Regions from separate parts of the Callithrix jacchus genome. Here region 2 is linked to region 1. A link is a contact called in public Hi-C data. All regions are on one chromosome and are shown on one strand. Each heading gives the region's core, a stretch centred on a gene start, on an enhancer-like site or on the middle of the called end of the contact. The rest is flanking DNA. Distances are from core to core; before and after follow the strand shown. Region 1 holds the start of SESN2 (sestrin 2). Region 2 holds the start of RCC1 (regulator of chromosome condensation 1).

Evidence for each region. Hi-C and Micro-C count contacts between places; a contact is called where the count stands out from the background.
Region 2: a Hi-C map of skeletal muscle shows a contact between it and region 1, with 4 times the contacts expected there. The contact joins the promoter of RCC1 here to the promoter of SESN2 in region 1. A contact is called at or near these places in 2 of 3 Hi-C or Micro-C datasets (both in skeletal muscle).

What each region holds. Positions count from the first base shown.
Region 1 is chr7:64,928,850-64,931,983 of calJac240_pri, forward strand. It overlaps SESN2 (sestrin 2), which reads left to right and starts at 1,614. Exons shown (of 10, transcript XM_002750512.7): 1 at 1,614-2,033. The coding sequence starts at 1,944. LOC144576960 reads right to left here and starts at 2,176. Exons shown (of 3, transcript XM_078330905.1): 1 at 1,522-2,176. The coding sequence starts at 1,911.
Region 2 is chr7:65,179,916-65,183,049 of calJac240_pri, forward strand. RCC1 (regulator of chromosome condensation 1) reads left to right here and starts at 1,417. Exons shown (of 10, transcript NM_001205208.1): 1 at 1,417-1,491. It also overlaps the pseudogene LOC118143540.

The sequences.
Region 1 (3,134 bases), core at 364-2,863:
GCACTCAAGCCTGATGATAGACTGAAACTTCATCTCAAAATGGAAAAAAAAGATTAGATAAGCCAGACTCAGTAGTGCTCAGACTCAGAGACACCCACGTTTTAGGGAGTGGGTGGTGAAAGAGTAGCCCCAGTGACTTGGGGGGCTGAGGAGGGGATATCGCTTGAGCCCAGGAATTCGAAGCTGCAGTGTGCTATGAACATGCTACTGTACTCCAGTCTGGGTAACAGATAAACCCCATCTCTAAAAAACAATACTAATAAAAAGAAAAAAGGGTCAGATAAAACATGTATATAGAGAATTACAATACAAGGTAGAATGTGGGAGGCATGGTGGCTCATGCTTGTAATCCTAGCACTCTGGGAGGCTGAAGTGAGAGATTGGCTTGAGCTCAGGAGTTTGAGACCAGCCTGGGCAACATAGTGAGACCCTATCTCTACTTAAAAAAAAATAAACAAGGTAGAATATGATACATGTTAAAAGAGATCCAGCTCAAGTGCCTTGGGAGCTTAGGGGAGGGTGAGATTAATTTCCTTCTCCCAAGACGCTGGAGGCAGGAGACAAAGTCGGTTTCATCTTTGGAATTGTAAGCCTAGACTCAGAAGTCTCAAGAGGGGGACATTGGGGGTCTTCTCCACGGTCACCCCTGCCAGGATTCCCTGTCTAGAATAAACAATAACTTTAAGGAGGTCTGAAGGAAAACTGTGAAGGAAGAGGCTCCGTTTGAAGTGAGTAGAAAATGAATTTAGCTTTGAGGTGCTGAGGTGTTGGTAGAGGCAACTTTCTGGCAAAAGGAGAGTTGAAGGCCAGGAAGTGGATGAGATCAGGGAGAATGTCTGGAGGGAAGAGGGATAAAAACAGAAACTGGGGAAGCACCCACGTTTTAGGGAGTGGGTGGTGAAAGAGTAGTCAGAGAAGGAGTGGCCAGAGGGAGATGTGAGAATAGATCCAGCAGAACACCTTGTTACAAAGTTTCGAGGAGGCTGGCAGGGGTGGAAGCCAAGACTGGTAGCAGAAGGAAGAAAACTTTCAGCAATAGGGATTGAGGTTTTCAAGGAATGAAGGCTTTTCCTGAGACTCCACAAATAATGTGAATTACCTGTGTCTGTCACCTTTGGAGCTTCCCCGAGGCTAGTGGGGAGCAGGGTTGTACCCTCTAAATATCTGGGGTTCAGTTATATAATTAGCAACACCGGATAGGACAGGAGCCAAACCTCTGCTAACCCTAACCAGTCCCTCCAGGAACTGAAAAGATGAAGAATTCATTTAGGAGAGATTTCACACTCGGCTGTCTGTCCTAGCCCAGTGAAGTCTCTTTTCACCACGCAACCCAAATGACTCTTCAGGCTGTCACTGTCGTCTGGTATTGCCAGCGATCTGACTAAACCGTCTTGCAAAAGTTTGCAGCATTCGCCCGAGGCGGACTACAACTCCCAGAGTTCCGGGCGTTCCCCGGTGCTGATTGGCGAAGCCATTGACTCCAGGGGGCGGAGTCTTTCCCGCCTCCCCAGGGAAACAGACCTCTGATTGGCTGGGCCGCGGGGCTTTTGTGTCCCCGCCCTCCCCCGGGGACCGCAGCGGGCTGAGCTGCTGGGGTCTAGAGCCCGGCGAGCACTGGCAGTTCCGCGGCGGGGATGCTGAGGAGCGCTGAGTCCGCGAGCAGCCCTGGCCCCTGTGGACTTCCGAGGCCGTGAAAACCCCTGTGCCGCGGCCCTTCCCAGGCCCCCGAGGCCGTTCGCCGTTCTCGAAACCCGACTGGGGGAAGAGTCCAGCACCACAGCGGCCGTTCTCGGATTCCGGAGCGTTCTGTAGCCCCGAGAGACGCCCCAGGATTCTAGAAGCTCCCCGGTGGCGCCCAGTCCCCGCTCCCTTAGGGCGCCCGTCCGAAACCCGCTGGGGTGCACGGGTCATCGGCTAGCCACGGCCGGGTACTGGCGCGCACCATGATCGTGGCTGACTCCGAGTGCCGCGCGGAGCTCAAGGGCTACCTGCAGTTCGCCCCGGGCGGCGTCGGCGGCTCGGGCCCCGGAGAGGTAAGCGGCGGCCGCGCGACGCCCCTCTTCCCTGGAACGCTGACCCGCGTCTGAGCCGCAGGCTGTCCGGAGCTGAGTCGGTGCGCTCCGGGCTCGCGGAGGGAAAGCCGAGCGTGTAACCCGGGACCGGGGTTGCATCAACTGGCAGCCGCGGCCCTCGGCACCCCTCCCCCTCCCCTTCCCCTCCTCTCCCCTCCCCCCTCCCCGGGGCAGCGGAGCCCTCCTCGGCTCCCTCCTACTCCTGGCCAATGAGGGAGAAGCCTTCTCGAGGCTCGCTGGGCTTTGGGCTCCTGAGCGTCTTCAAGTCCGGGCAAATCCCGACCGGAGCGGCCCGACCACTCCTCCTCCCCGCCCCCTTCCGCGGAGTCCCTTCCTCTTCTCGGGAGCCGGCGGGCTGAGGACCCTTTCTGGGGTGCGTCCCGGCTCCTGTCCCCTAGCGCCGGGACTGGCCAGCGAAAGTCGACCTCATCCCCTGCCCCCCGCACCCCTGCTTTGGAGGGAGGGCGCGGGGGCTCTGGGGGCTTGGCGGGCCGCCCAGTACGCGGCGGCGGCAGCCAAAGGTGGAGAGAGAAGGGACAATCCCGGTCGCGGCTCCCGAAGCGAAGCGCGGGTTAGGCTGCGCTCTGCTAAGTAAGTGGTCTGAGGCCCCAGAAGTTTGTTTTCCAGAAATTCCTCCCCGTCCTCTCTTCGCGCCGTCCCCACACCCCCTCGCCGCACCCCAGCATAGCCCGGAGGGACTCTGCAGGGAGACCCGGAGTTAGGCTGGACCTAACCATACTGACTGTTCGCACTCCACCACCAGCAGCAGCGATGATGGACATCTTATCATTTATTATGCATCTACTAGATACCAGGCTCTAAGGTTTTTTCGCCTTTAACCTGAGTTCTCAGGACTAAACCAGTAAAATACAACCTACGTTATAGCCCCATTTTACGGGATGAGACCATTGAGGCCCACGATGGGCTTAGAGAGAGGCTTTATTCATTAACTCCACTGAATAGCAGCATTCTTTGACCTTATAATTTCGGAGATTGCTTGGCACTAGGAGCTTCTCGTTGCTTTAGTTTACAGGCCTGGAGTGCGGTGGAGGTTGTATTCTG
Region 2 (3,134 bases), core at 167-2,666, 250 kb after region 1:
GGCAATTCTGCCTCAGCCTCCTGAGTAGCTGGGATTACAGGCACACACCACCGTGCCCAGCTAATTTTTTGTATTTTTAGTAGAGACGGGGTTTCACCATGTTGACCAGAATGGTCTCCATCTCTTGACCTCGTGATCCACCCGCCTCGGCCTCCCAAAGTGCTGGGATTACAGGCTTGAGCCACCGCGCCCGGCCCACCCTTTCTCTACTTAAAAATACAAAAATTAGTCAGGCATGGTGGCACTCATCTGTAATCCCAGCTACTTGGGAGGCTAAGCCATGAGAATTGCTTGAACCCAGGAGGTGGAGGTTGTGGTGAGCCGAGAGCATGTGATTGCACTCCAGCCTGGGCGACAGAGCAAGACTGTCTCAAAAAAAAAAAAAAAAGAAAACCCAGAATAAAGGGTCTTACAAAATAGGGAATAGTAATAATAATCCACTTATTATTATTACATGAAGCTACATGAATGCGTAAGATCTTGGAGGAAGACAGCAGAGAGAGATTAAAGATCCCAGGGTTAAAAGTTGGAGAGATTTCACTGTACATCATCCAAAAAAGGAGTCCATGATGGAGGCAGAGACACACTTGGAGAGGTAAGATACCCTGACAACATGGGGAGTGCTTTGTGGCAGGCTCTGAATAGAAGAAATTCAGCCTGGCCAACAAGGCGAAACCCCGTCTCTAATAAAAATACAAAAATTGGCTGGGCATGGTGGAGCGCACCTGTAGTCCCAGCTACTCGGGAGGCTGAGACAGGAGAATCGCTTGGACCTGGGAGGTGGAGGTTGCAGTGAGCCAAAATCGCTGCCACTGCTCCAGCCTGGGCGACACAGGAAGACTCCGTCTCAAAAAAAAAAAAAGACTGGGTGTTCATATACATGTGAGATGTGCCTCCCTCAAACCTTGTTAAGACATGGGCACATACCCACGGGGAAAAAAATCTGGTCATGCCATTCCCGTGCCCAAATCCCCATATTTCCCCACGACCTCAGGATAGAGGGAACAAGCCCTCCTAGACTTAACTTGGAAAGCCGTTTTTAAGCCCCAGGCTGAGTCACATGCCCCTGTGGGTATCCGTGTCATAGCGCTGTGTGGTTGTTGATAGATTTCTCATCCTTCTCCATGGACACCCTCTTGAGGGTAGGGAAGATGAGTATCTTTTTTCTTCTTACAGACCCTACCGCACCAGATTTTCCTAAACAGACACGAATTCAAGAAGTTTTTTGGGTTGTTACCCCGCTTGTCCCGATTTGGGGTTTCCAAAATACACACCCACTGGAACCCGGGCCAGGGGAGCCAGCCTGCCCAAGAGCTCCCCGAGCCCGGGAGCGCGCCACATGCAGATCGCGGGATGGCCGCCAGGGGCCGCCGGGCTCTTTGTTTTCCTTTCTCGCCCGGGTCGGGGCCAGAGGCCTGCAGAGCGCATGCTCTGGGGCAGTTCGGGCCGGGCGGGGAGCGCTGGAGTTCCTTGGGGCCGACGTGCAACGAGGTAGGTCTCGCTACGGACCCGCGGAGGGTCCGGGCGGAGGGTGGCGCGTGGGGCGGCCGCAGGCGAAGCACGGGCTGGTCCACGCGGGACTAGGTCGCTGCCCGCTCTAGGCCCTGTCGCGCGGCGCCGGCCCCACGTGAAGCCCGGCTGCTGGAAGGCGCGGTGCGGGCTCACGATTCCTTGGCCCCGCGGGACGCTCGGACGGCCGCTGGGCTCCGCCTCGCGGAGCCAGGGCCGCACTGCCCCTCCGCCGCCGCGCCTCTCACGCCCGCGCCGCGGCGCCCGCGCAGGCGGGAGATTCAAACGGCGCGAGCGCGGTGGTCCGGGTGCGCGCGGCCGCTCGGGCAGGGGCTGCGTCTCTTCCGCGAGGAGGGTGGTTTTGTCTGGCATGCGCTTGAAGAAGGCGGTTTGCAAAGCGGGGAGGGCGCCCTGCCCGGAAGAGGTTGGGTGGTGCTGCGGCGAGAGAAGCCCCAGCGTCGGCGGGCACCGCTGTGGACCCTTGGGAGCCGTGTGTCTCGAACTCTGCAGCAGCTCAGTCTGTCAAGCAAATTATTTGTTGGCCATCTATTCCGTGCTGTTCTTGCGGGGCTGGGGGACAGTAGTGACAAGGGCGGGCTCCCGTCGCCCTCCTTACCGAGCTCTGGGGTTCCTTGGAGAGACCTCATGTGGGTCCAAAGTTAAGGTCCAGTGTGATCAGCGAACTATGCCCTTGAGCCCGGGCGACGGACGCTACTAGGGAGTCATTCATTCATCAGATATTGACTGAACTCCTCCATCCACGTGTGACTTGTGTGCCCTAGCAGAAGTTGAGTATGTGGGATGTTATGATAATCCTCACGGGAAAGCCCACCCTGCCAAGGAGGCTCAGGTCTTTCCAGGTGAAGTGACTCTTGAACGGGGTTTTGAAGGAATAGGTTTTTCAGGCAGCTTGAGGATAGTGGGATTAGGGTGATTCAGGCAGAGGGACAACACGTGCAAAGGCATGAAGGAATAGTTATTGTGGTCAGTTACCATAGGTCTTGAGGTGACCGGAGGAGGAGAGTAGCAAGATGATACAGCAGGAGCTAGGTCACGAAGGGTCTTGTGTGCAAGGCTAAGGAACAGGGAGGGGGTGGAGGAGGCAGGGAAGGTTCCCCCCAAAAAGCGCATCAGAGTGAAACCTGGACAGATGAATTAGGAGTTCACAAGGCTCCTGTTTCAAAGACATTCCCAGAGGAGGAATCCTGTTCTGTTGTTCACCTTTACAGCTTTCTCATCAGGTGCCCCTGGGCAATCCACCCAGACCCCCTGAGCATTGGTTTTCTTTTCTGTAAAGTGATGAGGGGGGCGCATGTGGTGAGGATGACTAATATTCTTTAATTGTTTTTTTCTGATACAGAATCTCCCTCTATTGCCCAGGCTGGAGTTCAGTGTTGTGCTCTCGGTCACTGCAGCCTCCGCTTCCTGGGTTCAAGCAATTCTGCCTCAGTCTCCCAAGTGGTAACTTTCATAAAGTAGTGATTCCAACGGCTAGTGGAAGTTGTGGCTCCCTTCCCCCAGGAAAAATAAACACATAGGCCCAGGCACAGCTTGTATACAACGAGGATCCCTGGTGAGAAACTCCTAGTGTAAAATATGCCAGCTCTGTGCCTGGCATAACAGCA